Linked DNA regions of Mus musculus: regions 2 and 3 are each linked to region 1. The links are chromatin contacts, called in public promoter capture Hi-C maps. All regions are on one chromosome and are shown on one strand. The core of a region is the stretch at or near the end of the contact, and the rest is flanking DNA. Distances in the headings are between cores, read along the strand shown. Region 1 holds the start of Mamstr (MEF2 activating motif and SAP domain containing transcriptional regulator). Region 2 holds the start of Trpm4 (transient receptor potential cation channel, subfamily M, member 4). Region 3 holds the start of Rpl13a (ribosomal protein L13A).

Region 1 (3,306 bases), core at 639-3,138:
TTTGGGGACTGAGGCCACCATCCCCTCCCCTTGGGGGCCCACACTTACTGCAGTCTTGATTCCGTCTGTGGATCCGAAGCTGCAGGACTAAGGAAGGAAAAGGGAGGTGGGACAGGGAAAGCGGGAAGGGAGTGTCCAGAGCCTGACTTGGCTGGTGGGTGGGAGCTGCAGTTGTTGGCGGGACACACGTGCCCAGCCCAGCCCCTTTACGTTCCCCGGGCCGGGCGGGTGGGCAGGCAGCCTGCTCCCTCTCCCTTCCCAGGGCCTCTTGCCTGCTCCTGCCAGCTAAGCATCTTGGGCCAGAGCCACTCCTGAGACTGTAAGCTAGCCAGCCTCAGCCGAGAGGCAACCATGCTCCTGGCTCCACCTGCCACTTCAGGAGTCTGTGACCACCCTGGCACAGTCGCCATCTTGCCAACCTGACTCATCAACCTCTCACTTCCTTTTATCCACGCACCCCTTTGCCCCTCGAATTCCCCACAGCCAGCACCCTGCAAACTAAACCCTGGAGCTCAAATCTCTCTGGACTCTAGTTTGCACTACAACTTTACATGACTTCCCACCCCAACTTACTCTTGCTGGCATGCACCCACAGGAATGTCACTCACATGTTCAAGACTTGACCCTCAGTTTGGGGGCAAAGAGTTTCCAGTGCACATTTCTGCTCCTCTCTGAGTGTTCAGAACTCTTTGCATTGGCAACAAATCCTGGCTAATGACATTTTCAAGGCTTGATAGCTCTTGGTCCCCCTGCCACACACACATGCACTTCAGGTCTCAGTTTGCTCCTCTGCTTTGCCTACAGGTCAGTTTAAGTCCTTTGCAACATATGCACTCTTGGGTGTCACCACCTATGGCTTAGCAAGCCATGTGCACATTCATCTACTACTCCACTCCATAGCACAAGTGACATTGTATGTGAACACCACTGGTCGATTCACGCATGCCAGAGAATCATGTTACTGGGACCCTGGGCCCTGGCTCCGGGACCCCTCCCCACATGCATAGAGACAAGCAACCTCTCACCAGAGCGGAACTTGGAACGGATGATTTGGGAGCGCTGGGAGGAGGCTGCCAGGGTCATTGCCAAGGCTGAGGTGGAGACCTGGACAGAGGAAGCCAGAGCCACCAGAGCGCGGCAGGGTCAAAGTGGATGACGGGAGGCTGCCATTGGGGGAATTTTGGAGACAGTGTGAAAGGTTAGAGACAAAAGTACTGGGCCAGATCAGCTCTTTTGGGGGATGACTGGTCTCTGGGCCCTTGGGTCTGAGAAAGGAGGGCTGGTCCTGAACCTCCGGGTGTGAGAGACACGGGCTGGGGCCTGGAGCCCTAGGACTGAAGAAAGGTTGCGGCCTGGAGTTCTGGCTGGAGGGAGAAGTACTTGGGCATGGACTGCTGTGTCTGTAGAAGGCTTTGGGCCTGGAGTTCTGAGTCGGAAGCAAAAGGGCTGGGTCTAAATCCCTGGATCTTGGCGGTACAGGAAGGACCTGCGTCATGGGCTCCTGCATCTAAGAGGGAGAGCATTGGAATCTGGAGTTCTGGGCCTTTGAAAGTGCAGGAAGCAGTCGTCTGGAGTCTGAACCCTGAAGGAGGAGGAGATTAAGGACGAGAACTGCATGCTGTTAGGGACTAGAATCGAAGATTCTAGGACAGACGGGAATCAAAGAATATGACAAGTGTCTGGGAAACATAGGGGTCCCTGAAACAGAATGGGTTGAGTGTCATGCACGGGGCTCTGTGGGAAAGATATTGGGACCAGAAGGGGGAACCAGAACGGAGAATGAAGGGTAAAATGAAAAAAAAAAATCCCCATATCTACCCCAGGGGCTTCTCACCAGGTAGGCTCCTCTCAGCTACTCAGCTGTGCCTTGAAGCGGGTGGAGTCTCCCGGATTAGGCTGGAGACCTTAGGCTCCACCCCACAAGCCTTGGGCCGCCCTCGACTCCCCTTTCTAGGGCGAGTGGGAGTCAAGAGAGCGAGCCTTGGATCAGAAGCCCTGCAAGGACCCAGAAAAGGGGCGGGACACACACGCCGTGAGGACCGGCCTGGCTCACTTCGAGGGTTCCCTTACTATCTCCTCCCCCGAGTCCCGAGCTGTGGGTTGGGTGGAGCGGTCACTGGCGACAGACAGGAGCAGGTGCAGAGAGAGGGACCCGGGTGAGCAACAGCGGCAGGTGGTCGTGTTCAGACCCTGCCGGCAGGTGCCACCTGTTGGTTCTTTTTTTCCTGACACAGCAGTAGGAGTCAAGTTCAGAGGAGGGGAAAGTTCAAACATGAGGCCCAGACTCCTAGTTCTAAAAAGGAAGGGGGCAGAAGTCAGGACTCTGGGTCTGAGGGTGGTGGACGGAGTCTTAGGCCTCTGGTATGGGAGAGGAGAGCTGAGGTTTGCATTCTTGGATCTGATGGAATAGGACTAGTACCCGAGAGGTGCTGGGTGTTGGAAGTCAGCGGTGTGCACAGTAGGCAGACAGCATCGGAAGGACTGGGGGGAGAAAGCTAAAGTTTGGACTTTGTAGGTAAGAGGGAGATGGTGATGACCTGTTCTCACTGGTAGTACATGGGGTCTGATATTCAGAAGAACATGGTCCAGGCTGTGTTCCGAGTTGTGTGACAGTGCTCAGTACTACAGGGTCACATTTCGTGCTAGAGGGCAAGCTGAGGCCATGGCTAGAAATATCTCCCCAAACTCGGCAGACGCCCAACGTTCCAAGCACAGTCCCTGGCACCTTAAAAAAAAATCTTTGCTAAGGCCCCCAAATCTTGACAAGTGAGGTCAATACCACAGATATTTTTATTACTTCTTGGCATTCACATCCCAAGCCCATCTTCCCACTGTCCCATCGTCTACCAACCCAACAACTCAAACTCTCAGCCGTCTACGCAGGGAAAACTACAACTCCCAAAATGCTCTACGCCCAGGCGGGCTCCCTTTTAAGAAGCGATGCAGTTTCAAGCTGCGCGCGTTCCTTTCTCATTGGTTTTCAAGGTGTCGAAGCCACCGGGGGTCCATGGCGATGATTGGCTGGCAGCTCCTGCTGTTCAAGATCCCAGAGGAGGCGACGGAGCCTGCGCAGTTCTCTATGCAATGCGTCATCTGTCACAGGGCCGGTGAGGCGCAGGCGTGAGCTGCCCAGGGGCAGGATGAGCGGAGGGTGCGAGGAAAAACTTTCAAAGATATCCCCTGTGAGTACGAGGAAAACCGAATTAAAAACTCAGCATGAGTGTGAGGTGGTCTATCTCCTTAAGTAAGAAACGATGAGACTGGGTTCCCTGTGTTTCAAAGGATGACGGGAATTTTAGCTAAAAC
Region 2 (3,496 bases), core at 125-2,624, 310 kb after region 1:
ATTCTGGTCACTCCCTGCCTGCCCCTCCCCTCCTGTTCCTCTGGCTCAGGACTGGGTGGTGGAGGGGTCTTCATGGCGGGGGCGGGGGGGGGGAGGCAGGGACGTGACAAGCTCAAGTTTGGCATTTTTAGCACAAAGGCTGAACGTTTAGAGTGTCTTGCTGGGAAAGCCTGGGGCTCTGGGAGAGGAGGATGCAGGAGCAGAGGGCCCCCTGCAAGGTAAACACTGGGAAGCGTGCAGGCAGAATGGGACATTCGGTGTGACAGTGGTGTCCTGCAGAAGCTGTGGAAGACAGTGAAGGAATACTGTGCCCAACACCCCATGACCTCCTCTCACTGGAACTCAGATCTGGGGACAGGGGACCAGACCAGTGCTATAAATACAACAGGGGGGAGGTGCTGGGGGCTCAGGTTACTAGGCCTCAGCTGTCCCCACCAAAGGGACTTGGCTGCAAACAGGTGTCACTGCCTTCTCTGCTGGTCAGTGTCACCCACCCCACACTTGTCAGTATATCCACCGTCTTTGAGTTTTTGTCCTTTATGAGTCAACCCCCCCCCCCCCATTATAGTCACTGTTCTGAGCTTCCGTGTTTCTTCTCAGGATTCTAACCTCTCCTCTCCTACTGTGTCTTCCCTGATCCTTCTCTTTGATTCTTCTCTCTCTCTCTTTCTGTGTGTGTGTGTCTGTCTGTCTGTTTCTCTGTGTGTGTCTGTCTGTCTCTGTGTGTGTGTGCCTGTCTCTCTGTGTGTCTGTCTGTCTCTGTGTGTGTGTCTGTGTTTGTCTCTGTCTCTCCTCTGTGTGTGTGTGTTTTCTCTCTCTCTGTCTCTCTCTTTCTCCCTGTATCTCTGTCTCTGTGTGTGTGTCTCTCTCTCTAGTTCTCTCTGTGTCTCTGTTCTCTCTGTCTCTCCTCTCTGAATCTGGGACTCTGTTGCTCTATCACTTTGTATTTCTATCTGTCTCTAACTATCTCTGGATATCTCATTCTTTTTCTGTATTGCTGTCTTCATATTCTCTCTCTCTCTCTCTCTCTCTCTCTCTCTCTCTCTCTCTCTCTCTCTCTCTCTGGGTCTCTGCCCCCTTTTCTTTCTCTGGGTCCCTCTCTTAGTTTCTGTCTCTCTCTCTCTGGGTCTTTCTCTCAGTCTCTGTCTCTCCGAATCTATGTTTGTCCCATGGCTGACATCTATCGTGTGCCCCACTCTGCTTCCTTCGTTCCTCCGCTTGCTCTGCCTTCCAACTCTCGGTCTTTCTTGTCCCCCAAACCGACCCCATCACTGGTTTGGCAGCAGAGTTTGTCCCTCCTCCGCAGCCGCCCTCTCCCCGCCTCCCGTGACGTGTCCCGGGACTCCCCGCCCCGGGCTGGGCTGCGAAGTTGCGGATCCGGTTTGGTCGGGCGGGTCGGCGGCTGGAGGAAATACACGGAGCCTCAGGGGCTGCGGCAGCAGCATGGTGGGGCCGGAGAAGGAGCAGGTATCGCACAGCGTGGGGCTGGGAGTGAGTGGGGTCCAGAGGCGGAGCCAGCTCCGGGGATCCGGGTCAGATGCTGCAGTGGCTGGACCAGGAGTTCCCAGACCGAGCTGCGTGGGTTCCTGGCTGAGCCCGAGGGAGGAGTTCCCAGTGTGTCCCGTGGGCGCGCGGGGTTGTCTTCGAATCCTGTGGGTCTGACTCGACTCCCTGCCCTGCCCTTCTTGTTCCGGTTCTCAGAGCTGGATCCCTAAGATCTTCAGGAAGAAGGTGTGCACGACGTTCATAGTGGACCTCTCCGATGATGCGGGGTGAGCAGTTCGGGGCTGCTGACCTGGCAGCGTAGGTTCGCGGGCCCTGCCCCACTGCAGACAGGCTCCGCCCCCATAGACTGGACTCGCCCCACTCAACGCAGACAAGGGTGCCCACCACAGACTGACCTTCACTGCCTACCGCAGGAGGTCTTGGTGCACAGACACACCCCACCCACCACAGAAGTCTCAGCTCAACACACTCAGACCCCGCCCACTAAGGACCTTCCCGCCTTCACTTGAGACAGACCCCTCCCCCTGCCCTTGTTTTGGGCCACCCTGCTTAGGGCACGCCCCGAATTCTTCATTCCCCTCTAGGTGGGGATCCATTCTGTGTCTTTGTGTCTCTGTCTCTTTGTGTCATTTGTCTCTGCTTCGGCTTTCTGTGTCATCCCGGCTCAGCGAGCATAGCCACACAGCCCTGCCAGCCTTACATAGCTCTGCAGCTTTGGGATAGTAATTCCCTTCTAGGGCTGCGCTTGTCACCTGGGCACAGAACAGCTCCTCCCTTCTGGGGCCGCTGTGCAAACTAAACAAGGTCACTCTGGGACATTTCTGGAACTCTGCCCATCACCTAATAACATCTAATAAACATCCGGGAATATCTGCAACTCCCATGAGAAGAAGAGGGCAATTGCCACTGCAAGCTGTGCTGTGCTGTAGGTGGCAGGGGACAGGAGCAAGCCCTATAGGCTTCTTGGCTGCATGCTTAGTCTCCCTAGCGGGGTCCAGCTTTAACTCAGTTCTCAGGGTAGACTTTTGGCCTTGGGGCAGTGACACCTGATTTCCTTAGTGTGACTTTATCAGGAGCCTGTTGTCCCACCAGTGTGGGACAGGAAAATGTTGTATAAATAAACAGAGATACTGGTTTACTGGTGGGTCTGGCAGAGGGTCACAGACAGCGTGACTAAAGTCAGTGGGACAAGATGGGAGCTGGTGGGCTACAGGTGTCATTGGAAAGATGGTGCAGTGTGGTGCTTTGAAGGTGGCTCTGGGCCTTGGAAGTGCTCGGTCGAAGTCCTCCCTAAGGACAGCCCAGCGTGGCTTGAAAGTAGAGCAGAGTTCAGGCTGTCAAGAGTGTTGTGAGTGGGAAGGTTGGTGGTAGACCTCATGGGCTCTCAGAGGCCATCCCGAGTGTGGTTTCCTGGGGCTGCGTGAGGGCGGGTAGGAATTCAGAAAGGTGAGAAGAGATTGGGACCATCACCAAGATGATGAGCCCAGGAGAAGAAGCAGGTTTGGAAGGGGATGCTGAGTGCCGGTCCTTCTGTGTACATGATGGGCCTTGGAGACGGGCAGGGGAGGATTGGGACCCTGCTGGTACTTAGCAGAAGAGTGAGATTCATACTGGGGTCTGAGGTCCCAGCTATAGGTGGAGATTGAATCCATGGAGGCAGGTGAGGAAAATACAAAGGCCCCCTGTCTCTCTCGCCTTCCTCTTCTTTCCTTCTTACACCTCTGGGCTTAGGGTGTAATTCAGGGGTAGCACACATACTTAGCATGTGTTGGGTTCCGTTCCCAGGACCAAAAACCCAAACCCAAGAAACCTGAGCACCAGAAAGCCACCAGGGGCTGTAGAGATGGTCCCGTGGTTAGTAACTCTGGCTGCTGTTATAGACAAGCACTCAGTGCCCAGCACTGCCCAGGCAGCTCACAACCACCTGTAACTCCCATTCCAGTGGATCTGACGCCCTCTTCTGGCCTTCACAGGCACTGCACACCTACGG
Region 3 (3,111 bases), core at 35-2,534, 510 kb after region 1:
GTCCTCAGGGACCATTGATCACCCCCTTTTACAGAGGATACTGAGGCGAAGCAGGAGTCACCCGACAGACACAGCCTGGACACACAGACATTTGGGTGGAGACTAGCCCCCTTTTGGACCTCACTGCTCCGACCCCGCCAGCTCTTTGCCGAGGATGGAGACATCACAACTCACCAAAAGTCCCACTCACCCCATTCTTGCCCCCATGTACTTGTATATAATTTTTTTTTTTTTAACCAGCTCATCCGGGTCTGTCTGTGGATAGGACAGGGAATAGGTGCACCTTTTAGGTTTCAAAATCTTGGTTTGTTGGCTTTCCAGAAGCTGAGGCAGGATCTTAAATTTAAGGTCAGCCAGGATTGCAGAAATCTTACGTCAGAAACCCAAACCAACGACAAAAGATTCTATTTGTTTTCCGAGGCCTCCAGTAGCCCAGGGTCAGCACAGGGCACGCCCCATGGGAATTTGATGTGCAGACGCAACTCAATTCCCCAAAACCATAGCCCCAAAGTGTAACAAGCAAGCAAACGGTGCTGGCACCTACAGGAGGACTCGACTCAGGCTCGGCTGGTTAGGGAGGTTTTCAGGACAAAACGAGTCTTTGATAGCCAACAGTCTTTTGGTTAGTTATTTCCCTTCGGAGGCGGGCGGTTAGAGGCGCACAGACGGGAGGGCAGCGCGGACAACAGTCACGGAAACAAAGGCCTTTGGGGATAGAAGCGAGTGAGGGCGTCTGCGTCTCGGGACCCTCAAAGCCCCTCATTCACCCCATCCTCCTCCATCCAGGAAGGCTTCCTCCACCCGTTGGAAGGCTTCCTCCACCCGAGACTCCCAGGTTCAGGACAGCCAGCGATGGTCAGCCCACTGTGGGGTTGAGGGGAGGGACCGCTGCACGAGCAGCTCTGAAGGGCCGACAGGGACTATGCTCGCCCCCTCATGGACACCACATGTTCTGCAGCCGCCATCACTTGATGGGAGTAATGGCGCTGCACATGGCAGACACCGGAACGGAGAAGAGCGATCCCTTCAAATATGGCGGCTGCGGCTTGGCCGGCATTGTACGGCTGAAGCCGCTCCGAAACCCACGTGACATCCCGCCCCGCACAGTCATGGCCGCCAAGAGCCAACTCAGGCGACATTCTGATTGGACAAAATAAAAATGGCCCGCCTCGATAGACGCGCACTCACCGCTTCGACCAATTAGAAGACGGAAACTCTTCGGTTCGAGCCGTCTGCGTCACTTCCTCCGCCCCTGCAGCAAGGGATAAGAAACCCTGCGACAAGACCTCCTCCTTTCCCAGGCGGCTGCCGAAGATGGCGGAGGGGCAGGTTCGGACTCTGCGCGCGCCGGGCGGTGTGGGGTCGGGTGGGTGCCAGGCGGGAGCGCAGTGAGGGGCCACTGCTCCCCGCCGCTTGTGCGATGGGACTTAGCAAACGTCTCACGCGAGGGGACTGTGTAACGGGCGTAACAAGCCGCGGCTGCCTAGGTATGGGGCGATGGAAATGCAGCGGGTTTTCTGGGGAAGACGGGAGTGGGGCTGGGGTTCCAACACCAGAAACAACTTTTACAGGTTGTAATCTCAGGCGTTGGGGTGCGGGGAGCTTGCAATCTCTCATGCCTGGTGTATGTATGTAAGATAAGGAGAAACTGTCGCAGGCTCCTGCTTTGCATGACTTTAGGGCACCGGATTCCTGTAACATCTGATCTGAAGGCTTGTAGGCCTTTTGAGGGTGTTTTCGGTGTTCTTCAGAATTGGGGAGATTGATAAGACAGACTTTAAATATTACTTATTCACCCGACTGAAGCAGGAACCTCTTCATTTTGAGGCTGGTCAGGAATTGCCTGTACCTTCCTCCTGACTTTAGATTCCTTGACAGGTTGCTGCTCAGGAAGTAAATGGTGCTGTTTGGGACAGTTTTGCCCTTTAAAAAGAACTTGGGAAGTTCCGGAGACCCTCCAGTAACAGCAATAAACAGGGTGGCTGTGGAATGGGCTTCTTCTGTAGTTTGGGTTGGGATGCAGACATGTGCCTCCATGCCTGAGACGGGATTTAGCTTTGTAATCCAGTCTGCACTGCTCAGAATCACAGGACGATGTGTGCTTAGCTAAATCGGGTTCTTTTGAGTGCATATAAGAAAGGTTCTGCTTGAGCATCTGAGGATCCGATGAAAAGTTACAACAGGCTAAAGTCTGAAAGCAGGTCTGGTCAATTTTGGAGTGAACGGTGTGCCACTGGATCCCAGCTATCCTGGGATTTGAGGCCTGGAAGGGTTAAATGAAGTTCCATTTTAAAAAATCAACTTATATACACAATAGGAATCCTATGCCTGCTGAGGCTTTGTTAGTACTATAGTGGCCCTTTGGGACACTTGCTTCATCTGGGTAGTAGGCATCCTGACGGGTTGCTAACCTGGAATAGGGGAAGCCAAACTGTTTCCTAAGCATTCTTGTTTCCACAGGTTCTGGTATTGGATGGCCGAGGCCATCTTCTTGGCCGCCTGGCGGCCATTGTGGCCAAGCAGGTACTTCTGGGTAAGTTTCATTCACCATTTACCTTTGCCTGGGAGTCCATGATGAGCAACACTCACCATCTTTCGTTTGAGTCTCACGACTGTGAGATCAACCCATGCACCGCTCTGAGACTCGCCAGCCCCTGCTTTCTTGGGACCCCTGGCCTAAAAATACTTTTGGAGCAAGAGATCTGCCTTCCAAGAGGCTTTGCTGACTAATCTCCAACTCCCTGTTAACTCTAGGCCGGAAGGTGGTGGTCGTACGCTGTGAAGGCATCAACATTTCTGGAAACTTCTACAGAAACAAGTGTGAGTTAGGGCTGGGGCAGTGGTCTTCAGGCGGGCTGTTGCCTTGCTCCTGGACAAGCAGGCTATCTGCTCTGCTCTTGGGTCCAAGGGTGCCTCACATACTTTTGTCCTGACAGTAAAGTATCTGGCCTTTCTCCGGAAGCGGATGAATACCAACCCCTCCCGAGGCCCCTACCACTTCCGAGCCCCCAGCCGCATTTTCTGGCGCACTGTGCGAGGTGAGTTGGTGATGTGGTGACATGTAGGACAGGGTAGGCTCTGGCAGCTTGTGATGAGACATCTCCCACTCAT

The links. Capture Hi-C pulls out chosen DNA fragments and counts their contacts.
Region 2: a contact with region 1 is called in a promoter capture Hi-C map of adipose tissue. The contact joins the promoter of Trpm4 here to the promoter of Mamstr in region 1. A contact is called at or near these places in 7 of 39 promoter capture datasets (the HPC-7 cell line, fetal liver, hematopoietic stem and progenitor cells and 3 more), 3 of 115 datasets of contacts at active chromatin or transcription factors (bone marrow-derived macrophages, embryonic stem cells and pancreatic cancer cells) and 3 of 9 other capture datasets (adipose tissue, liver and pancreatic islet).
Region 3: a contact with region 1 is called in a promoter capture Hi-C map of adipose tissue, with 2.1 times the contacts expected there. The contact joins the promoter of Rpl13a here to the promoter of Mamstr in region 1. A contact is called at or near these places in 7 of 39 promoter capture datasets (the C10 cell line, cranial neural crest, embryonic stem cells and 4 more), 5 of 115 datasets of contacts at active chromatin or transcription factors (bone marrow-derived macrophages, embryonic stem cells, microglia and 2 more) and 4 of 9 other capture datasets (adipose tissue, liver, macrophages and 1 more).

The regions. Positions count from the first base shown.
Region 1 is chr7:45,638,559-45,641,864 of GRCm38.p6, reverse strand. It overlaps Mamstr (MEF2 activating motif and SAP domain containing transcriptional regulator), which reads right to left and starts at 1,888. Exons shown (of 10, transcript NM_172418.2): 1 at 1,835-1,888; 2 at 1,026-1,163; 3 at 49-87. The coding sequence starts at 1,083. Rasip1 (Ras interacting protein 1) reads right to left here. Exons shown (of 12, transcript NM_028544.1): 12 at 2,773-3,180. The coding sequence ends at 2,981. It overlaps A030001D20Rik (RIKEN cDNA A030001D20 gene), which reads left to right and starts at 3,107. Exons shown (of 2, transcript NR_152217.1): 1 at 3,107-3,182.
Region 2 is chr7:45,331,658-45,335,153 of GRCm38.p6, reverse strand. It overlaps Trpm4 (transient receptor potential cation channel, subfamily M, member 4), which reads left to right and starts at 1,374. Exons shown (of 25, transcript NM_175130.4): 1 at 1,374-1,467; 2 at 1,702-1,772. The coding sequence starts at 1,444.
Region 3 is chr7:45,126,918-45,130,028 of GRCm38.p6, reverse strand. It overlaps Rpl13a (ribosomal protein L13A), which reads left to right and starts at 1,284. Exons shown (of 8, transcript NM_009438.5): 1 at 1,284-1,329; 2 at 2,461-2,533; 3 at 2,755-2,820; 4 at 2,937-3,038. The coding sequence starts at 1,315. It overlaps Snord33 (small nucleolar RNA, C/D box 33), which reads left to right and starts at 3,084; the gene lies at 3,084-3,111. Mir5121 (microRNA 5121) reads left to right here and starts at 3,038; the gene lies at 3,038-3,111. Snord32a (small nucleolar RNA, C/D box 32A) reads left to right here and starts at 2,566; the gene lies at 2,566-2,646.